Regions from separate parts of the Mus musculus genome. Here all the other regions are linked to region 2. The links are chromatin contacts, called in public HiChIP or PLAC-seq maps. All regions are on one chromosome and are shown on one strand. The core of a region is the stretch at or near the end of the contact, and the rest is flanking DNA. Distances in the headings are between cores, read along the strand shown. Region 1 overlaps Lhfpl2 (lipoma HMGIC fusion partner-like 2). Region 2 overlaps Arsb (arylsulfatase B). Region 3 overlaps Lhfpl2 (lipoma HMGIC fusion partner-like 2).

Region 1 (2,700 bases), core at 99-2,598, 260 kb after region 2:
GATGTATTTACTTTACAAATCAGGTACAGGGAAAAGTTAATAATAATAATAACGAATAATCAAATAGAACAGTTAGAGGGACATCATAATGAAAATCACGTGAGTGTGCGTTCGGTCTCTTTTTCTCTCAATGTTACATTGTATACATATCAGAAAGGCACCACATACAGCGTATATATGCCGAACAAAGGAAGACCCACTTCCTGGTGGGGACAGAGTAAAGTGGTACACCATTCCGTCTACTTGGGATTATTTCTGGAACTTTCGATGTAAGACTTTCAGACCATGATTGACCACAGTTAACTGAAAGCAAACTCCACGCTAAGGAAAGGACTGTGTTTGCCCATGGGATTCTAGGCAGATGCCTCGCTGTCAGTGACCAAGGGTGAGTTTGTGTGGTCTAAGTCCTGTGGTCAGTTTGAGGTTCGTGCTATGAAAGTAACAGTAAAGTCTGACATAGGAGCTTCAGGGTAAGTAGCCATGGAGTAGGAAACTTGTAGGGGCGACCCTGACTCAGAACACCTGCTTAGTTGTGGTAGAACTGAGAGCTGATAATCTTACTACATCAGAGAGCCGTGTTAGGAAATGAATAAACATGAAAATGGTGTAGGCAGGGAGGTGTCTGCCTGCCTCCCCGTGCCACACACACATGGACTCCTTAGAATGGGCAGTCATGGGCAGCCTTGACTTCCTGTGGCCCACTTACTGAACACGTTGAAGAACCAAAATAGCTACCAAAAGACACCAAAAATAGCCTCCGATAGGATTATTAGAGACTGGGTGTGGATTTTTTTCATAACCTTTAATTCAGAGAAGCATATGTTTTACAATTCCAATACATTTCTAAATTATTGCTAAAATTGTTTCTAGTCCTGGCAACCTTGTACCTCCCATGGTGTTTAGTTTTATGCTGGATTGCCCTTGAATAGTATATTAAAAATAGTCTGTGTGATGACTTAAGCTGTCCTGGGGAAAGTGACTCTCACTTGTGTCAGTTAGTGTGTTTTCTTTTCTTCACTAGTAAATTTTGTGTGTTTTGTTTGTTTGTTTTTATTTTTGACACTTTTTTTTTTTTTTTCGGGAAGGAGATCACTATGTGGTCCCAGTTGGCCTGAAACTCACTGAAACTTGCCTGCTTCTGCCTCTGCCTCTAGAGTGCTGGGATTCCAGATGTGCCCCCACCTCATCTGGCCTAACTTTTGTAACGTCTTAAATCAAATTGTTCAGTGAGCTAGTATTGAAATGAATGACTAGAGGTTTTGGAAGCGCTGCTACATTCACGAGGCTGGGTTTGCAAAGACGTCCAGAGATCAACGGTTTGTGGCTATGACTCACACCGCGATGCGTTTATAAACCCTTGTGTTTTGCAAATTCATGATTCATGTTGTCAGATGACCTCTCTTCCTGGGACTCTAGCATTGCAAAAGTTCAGCCATTTGTCTCACAAGTTCTTCCATCTGAGTCTTCACATTAGGGCCTTCTCTTTCCAAGAGCTTTTCCTGCATGGCCTAGCTTCATGCTGACCTAACCTCCATTGCCACAGAGATGGGCGAGCCCTCCAGAGACAGCCTGCGGCTCTCTGCTTCAGGGAACAGTGCTGCCGTTCACATTTATTCGGGCCTGTCACAGGGGTGCCGTGCTATAGGATGAGGTCACCAGTAAAGGCCTCTCTCAGTTTTATGAAGACACCTGCTGCAGAATTCCAGGTGTTGATACTGGCAAACACTTAATTTTAAAGAACAGAGGTACTTGCCTCTATGCAGGCCTCTGCCAGCCAATGGGAGCTTGGTTGCTTCCAGCCAGAGAATGAGTTTTTGAGAAGTGTGTCATCATTGGTTAGTGCTGAACTGGCTGAAATGTGAGTATCTTGGTTGTCAGTATTTATCAGCATCTAAGAAAGGGATGCTGTATCTTGGGAGAGAATGGCCAGTATTTATCGATATACTTATATGCCTAGCACTTCACCTCCCCGTTTTTGACACATGATAACAGCAGGTGCTGGAGGCTGTGAGGGGTTTAGCACTTAGGACAGTCTGGAAAACTGGAAGTGTGGGAAGAGGGTTGAACCAATGGACTCTACCTTGGAAGGGAAGCCCACAGCAGGTAGAGTTTCATAGCTAATTGCTCATAGCAAACACATTGGTTTAAAAACATTTTAGTAGTGTTCTCTGTGTGTCTAAGGGCGCAGTTACCTGGAGGAGCTGCCCACTTTTGGACTAACCATGTGGTTCAGAGATGGAAACTTCTGGCAGCTTCAGGTTCGAGAAAGAAGAGAGGCTTGTGAGGGCTGAGAAGGCAGAGAAGGCAGGGATGGATGGTCTTGGATGCCATGGGCCACCATTGCAGAGCCCATCCCTTGGACTGTGTTCTCTGGGCAGTTCAGTGAGCTACTGAGTAACTGATGTCCAAGCTGGGTTAAGGGGGTGGGGATCAGAGGTGGTGTGGTCTCCCTTTTGATAGGCTAGAGGCTCATAATGTTAAAATTTGAAAAATTGGCAATCATTTTTCACTGTTTTGGTATGAATGAAGTAACAGCTAAAAGCCGTCATTCCTGGCAGGGCCCCAGACGATGAACAAGGAACCTTGCCTAGTTTGCTCATTTCTAGGCAGAGGACATGGTCTACCAAAAAACCCAAAAAGTTTAAATACAAAAGAGCCATGACCAATCGAGACTAAGGTGCTCCCCATTTCTGACCATTC
Region 2 (2,700 bases), core at 18-2,517:
GTCATTCTGTGCAACCTTTGCCTGTTGATCTGTCATTGTATCTCAGAAGACAAAGAGCATCCTCACCCAGCTCCATCGTAAGAGCTCATCCTGTCTCTGGGACCAGCGAGCCTGTCTCTGTATCTCCTGAAAAAATAAAGGCAACTTCCTGGGATATAAGAAGCAGGTCTCATCATTTAACCACAGTCAGAGGGAAACTGGGAGAATTGATTGTTCCTGTGTTTTTTACTCAGAGTGTTTAAAGATTAGTGGCAAACATTCTGGTCCAATAAAAAGTAAAAGTGTTTTCTATTTGGCGTCAGTTTATAAAAAATAATAGAGGAATCAAATGGAATTAGAATATACAGAAGTATATAATGGTCTCTGAGTGTGAGGGAGGTGTGAAGACAGTTTTCATTATCCTTTTGACCTAATTCACTGGATGTATTTTATTTACAATTAAACATTAGAAAGAAAGAACAAAGGAGAAAGGAAACAAAGCAATACTGTGCTCAGGTTGGACACCACTCCTCTCCTCTCCCCTCCCCTCCTCTCCTCTCCCCTCCCCTCCCCTCCCCTCCCCTCTCCTCCCCTCCCCTCCCCTTCCCTTCCCTTCCCTCCCCTCCCCTCCCCTCTCCTCTCCTCCCCTCCCCCACCCCCATAAGTGTGGGAACTCTGCTCAGAGCCTTGGGGCTGGAGTTAATCGTTTGATTTCTCTACATAGTATAGATCTGTAAACTGCCTCAGTGACAGTAATAAATTAGAGTGTCTTGATAAAGACCAAACTCATCAATTTTTCCAAAATCTGTATTTGATTAATTCTACAAAGGTCTAGGTCAAAGTTATTCCTCAAAGCTTATCATTTTAACAAAGAAACCCAAGGTTTCCAGGTTTGTCAGAAAACTCATTATCGCTGCACGATGGCAAAAGGTCACAAAATGCCTCCTTCCACAAGACAAATTTCTTCTGCTCAACAACCCATTCCCCTAGCAGAACCAAGAAAAACCTCTGACATTTCAGATCCTTTTGCTTCAGGGAAAATAAATGTTCCCCAGATCGTGGAGGAAAATGACAAACAAATTAATGAAAAACAGATCCGTTCCTACAGTGTACCCGGCTAGGGCAGACCGCATACACTCAAAGTCAAGCGCTCACTCTCAGGTCCTGCCACCTCTGCAGAGTGACAGTTCCCACAGTGGCATCAGCGCTGTCCTCACAGAAAGCTGTACACATACCACAGCGCTGCAAAATGAAAGAAACATGCGTCAGAAAAACTCCAGTGTTTAACTGTGGCTGGAACTGTGAACTTGTGAGTACGGGCATTTTGAAAGTGACTCAGCCCCTTCTCACAGTGCACACGCAGAACTTGACTTAATTTAGCAGTGCTGTTTTCCTACACCCTAAAAGTTCCTGCTTTTAATTCTGCATCATTTGTACCTCTGAACACATGCTTTCCCCATATCTTCAGTTTCCACTGATTAACTAATTTTAACCTTGAGGACATTTCTTCCTTCCTTTTTTCTTCCTTCCTTCCTTCCTTCCTTCCTTCCTTCCTTCCTTTTTTTCTTTTGAACCAAGCAGTATGGACAAAGCCCGAGTTCCCCATGACCCCAGCTGGGTGCCAGTGCTAACGGGTTTAATTTGCCCTTTCAGAATCCTTCAGTTACTCATTTAAACAATATAGGCATGTGGAATTGTATACATGTGTGCTGCTTTTCCCCCATATACTTGGTTTCATATGAAATGTTTTGCTTTGTTTTTGTTTGCCATATGCCTTAGTTCAGTAAGTAGAGATTAGTGACTTTCTATGGGGGCTGCTTTGCCTCTGGGGGAGACTTGGTGACTTCTAGAAAGCTTTTTGGTAGTTACAAATGGGTAGAGACCAAGGATACTGACAATCACAATGTATACATCAGCTCCCTAACAGAGCATCATCTACATGAAGTGTCAAGGATGCCAAGACCGCCGCTGTTAGGATCTTCCTCCTCTGACCTGCAGCAGAGCCAGTGGTCCATTCAGCCAGTCATGCACAGGATCATTTGGCTGAATCCTTAAGCATGTGGGCCTATTCCTTTTCACCACAGCTAGCCCTCTTCCTGCATACCTGTCTTAATCCATTCCTGCTGCTATAACAAAATACCACGGGTCAAACACCTCATAAATATCAGACATTTATTGTTCACAGTTGTGGAGGCCAAGAAGCCCAAGGTCAAGGTATCTGCAGATGTAGTGTCTATAATGGGCTTAATCTCCAAGTCAAAAATGGTTTCCCTTGGCTGTGATGTCTTAAGGCAAATGGGGTCAGAAGGGCAAAGGTGAAAAAGGGAAGTATCTCTCTTCCTCAGGTCTTTTTGTGAGGGCACTAACTAAGCCTGTCCATCCTATTCATGGTGGAGGAACTAAATCATTCCACCTTGTGACCCTACCTCTCAGTACCTTGGGGGTCAAGTTTCAGGAGGCCATTCCTTTTAACCACAGCAACCCCTACAGGCTACCAAGATCTCTGAATGTCCTGGCTCCATCTCAGAAGCCACCTTGTACATTTCCCAAAGCTAGTCACCAGGGTTTCCTTCAGCACTCATCCCCCACTTGGCCTTGCCCCTGACTGTCCCTCCCTCCTCTGTGGTACCAGGCTGATTCCCAGAATCATGCTAGACTCTGTTACTATGGAGATTAACTATGGATGGGTCCTGCTCTGCAGACTATCTGGTCTAGCATCAG
Region 3 (2,700 bases), core at 151-2,650, 220 kb after region 2:
GTGCTGGCACAGGAGTAGGCTGTTCTGGGGTATCCAGATATGGAATGGAGGACATACGCCATGATGACATTTTCATGTTGGAGCCAGGAGTTTTCCAGTCCCTAAGAATAAAAGGAAGTGTTTCTGATTTTCAGATTTGACCTGGAGTCCACGAGGTCTAGAAACTGAGTCACACAGTGCTGAGCCTGAGTGGCAGGGCAGCCAGCCCTGTGGAGGTTCCCGGTCCCAGCATTTCACTTCACTTAAGTGAGCACAGCCAGCCCTTGGCAGCCTGCCACCTGCTGGGTTTGGTGGACAGGTCCCTGACACTTGACACTTTGATGCCTTTTCATGAAAATCCTGCAGGTTGTTGGAGACAGGCAGAGAACAGACTCCGGTGACTCCTGCTACTCTCATAACTACCAGGCTGGTCTGTGAGCCACAGTTTATGCTTTGGACGCAGAACTGGGCCACTGCTCTCTGTGTTTGTTTTGCTGAGTTGCCCTTAAAACGTGGAGAAACCTCTCCAAGCCTTTGTTTTACCAACAAAGCACAGTAAAGTAGACTTGGATAATTATCCCTGGAGTTGACTGGTATAAACAGAACCTTAAAGAACAGTCCCACTGGGAATAAAATGAGCCCTTCTTTGTAAGGGAGGAAGGGAGGTCGCTAGAGTGCTGCAGCACTGTTCATGTTAGCTACTCATTTAAGATTCACCTCCAGCTTTAGGTCCACCATGTGTGGGGGTTCAAAGTATCATATCCTGAGTGTTGACGAATCAGCTGACTTAAAATTGTCTAGGCTTGAAGTTCTAGATCGATGGTTACGGAGATGAGGGGGGAGGGAGGTGGCGGGTAGTGGGGTGGGTCAGTGGGCAAAGCTCATGCCATGCCAGTGTGAGAACCTGACTTCACATCCCTAGAACCCATGGAAAGCCAGGCATGACAATGCACATCTATAATCCTGCCTCCCTTTGGGACATGGGTGGTGGAGACATTGTACAGGTCAGCTAGTGGACATGAGCTGTGTCAGAGTGGAAGATGGGGACCAACCTCTGAAGTTGTTTTGGGTCTTCCACACAGGTCTTGTGACACATGCAGAAGCACACACAGAGGCACACACACATACACACACACACACACACACATACACACAGTCACACATGTACACAAACACACACACACACACACACAGGCATGCTCGTACACACAGAGATTTAAAGATATGGAGGATATACTATTTCAAAGCACAGATTGTTGTAGGTAATGATTATGTGACTCAGTTTAAACTGCTCAGCTTTCTATCCGGAGAAGTGAGAATAATAAATGAGGTATACCTTCACCCACGCTCCAGTCCTCTTTTATGCATAGCGTGGCTCAGAAGAGAAACTGCACTGGACTTAGCTCTGAAGATCGCCTGGGGAACACCCGCCCACCCTTGCTCAGGTTTCAGGAAAAGGCTCCCTGTTCAAGGACAATTACTCAGACTCTCCCTCTCTGTGGCTTTTGTGATCATGAACAGCTGGGTCCTAACCGCCTCTGAGACAAACCACCAGACTGCTGTGGGCAGCTCTGTTTCTTACTGAGTTCCTTTTTCACTAGGCTGAAATGTATCTTTGTAACTGCCCGAAATGTATCCTTGTAACTAACTGCCCAGGCGGTTTTCACTCTTTGCTTCTACTTTACAGAGTAATGTGAAGCAGTTCAGATTGGGGCATTTCAAGTTGTAGCAATCTGTAACTGAGAAAGGGGTCTTACGGCTGTTTCCTGTTTCTCACTATTCACTACGGCCAGTGAGACCGGTGCCTGTCACAGGAATGTTGTGCATGGGCACAAAGGACAGCTGTTGTTTCTCCCTCCTGATGCCCGGAAGTAGAACAGGGAGCCGTGGATGGAGATGAATGGAAGTACCAACCTTTTACTGCTTAATGAGAATAGCCGCCATGGTTTTCATGGCACTTAGGATGCCTTCTGGGATAAACAGTGCCTACATTTATTGGGCTATAAATAGTTTAAATGGTCAACCAGACCAATAATATGTAAAAATGTAGGTGAAAGAATGGTCACTAATGAAGACAGATATTTTCACTTTTTTTTTTAATGCACCTGTGTGTTTAACAGCCATTAAGTGTAAGACAGTTGCATATGGGACAGTGAAAAACTTGGTGACATAGCAGAGTGTTCATTGGTGTGAGGGCTTCGGGGGAGGGGAGGGTCTTTCCAGTGAGCAAAGGTATCAAATAATCACCACACAGAGTTACATCTTCATTCATAGAATCTGTACCAAAGGTCAGCTGCTGGAGAGCCAGCACCCGCCACCGCCAGCTGGTGGCCGGTGCCTGACTTGTTGCCAGTCCGCAGTGTGACTTGGAGGACTGGGCGGTACTACTCAGAATTGCATTTCCCTTCACTTTAAAAGGAGGCTAAACTTTCCTCCTCTTGCCTGTGCAGATTCTTAGGATTAAATGTCTTAAGACGTTTGGAGCTGAGTCTTAATGCTGCTGCGTCAGAGTCGTGTGGCTTTCGGATGGTTCTGGAAGCATTGCCATTCCGCTCCGCGTTGTGAAGATAGAGGTTGTACTAGTGCCTCTTGCTGGGCACTTGTGGGAAGCAAAGGAGTGACTTCCCACGGAGGACATAGAACAGGTGGGCAGTTAATGCCTAGTTCCTCATTACCTTTTGTGAATTTTTTGAAGGCTATGTGACAGTCTGTTTTTAGTGT

The links. HiChIP or PLAC-seq counts read pairs in DNA pulled down with a chosen protein or histone mark.
Region 1: a BATF HiChIP or PLAC-seq map of CD8 T cells shows a contact between it and region 2, with 5 read pairs. The contact joins two enhancer-like sites. A contact is called at or near these places in 1 of 484 Hi-C or Micro-C datasets (bone marrow-derived macrophages) and 2 of 115 datasets of contacts at active chromatin or transcription factors (CD8 T cells and embryonic fibroblasts).
Region 3: a contact with region 2 is called in a BATF HiChIP or PLAC-seq map of CD8 T cells, with 10 read pairs. The contact joins two enhancer-like sites. A contact is called at or near these places in 1 of 484 Hi-C or Micro-C datasets (bone marrow-derived macrophages), 1 of 115 datasets of contacts at active chromatin or transcription factors (CD8 T cells) and 2 of 9 other capture datasets (adipose tissue and liver).

The regions. Positions count from the first base shown.
Region 1 is chr13:94,153,308-94,156,007 of GRCm38.p6, forward strand. The region is part of intron 2 of Lhfpl2 (lipoma HMGIC fusion partner-like 2); the gene reads left to right. Among named protein-coding and RNA genes, the nearest start is that of Lhfpl2, 97 kb to the left of the region's middle. Within about 2 kb of position 1,349, at least 106 of the 459 cell types and tissues checked have an H3K27ac peak or open chromatin away from gene starts, as enhancers often do. A contact at or near this core is called in CD8 T cells, bone marrow-derived macrophages and embryonic fibroblasts, where this site is marked.
Region 2 is chr13:93,897,459-93,900,158 of GRCm38.p6, forward strand. All of the region lies in intron 6 of Arsb (arylsulfatase B), which reads left to right. Among named protein-coding and RNA genes, the nearest start is that of Mir5624, 110 kb to the left of the region's middle. Within about 2 kb of position 1,268, at least 85 of the 459 cell types and tissues checked have an H3K27ac peak or open chromatin away from gene starts, as enhancers often do. A contact at or near this core is called in CD8 T cells, bone marrow-derived macrophages and embryonic fibroblasts, where this site is marked.
Region 3 is chr13:94,115,406-94,118,105 of GRCm38.p6, forward strand. All of the region lies in intron 1 of Lhfpl2 (lipoma HMGIC fusion partner-like 2), which reads left to right. Among named protein-coding and RNA genes, the nearest start is that of Lhfpl2, 59 kb to the left of the region's middle. Within about 2 kb of position 1,401, at least 142 of the 459 cell types and tissues checked have an H3K27ac peak or open chromatin away from gene starts, as enhancers often do. A contact at or near this core is called in CD8 T cells and bone marrow-derived macrophages, where this site is marked.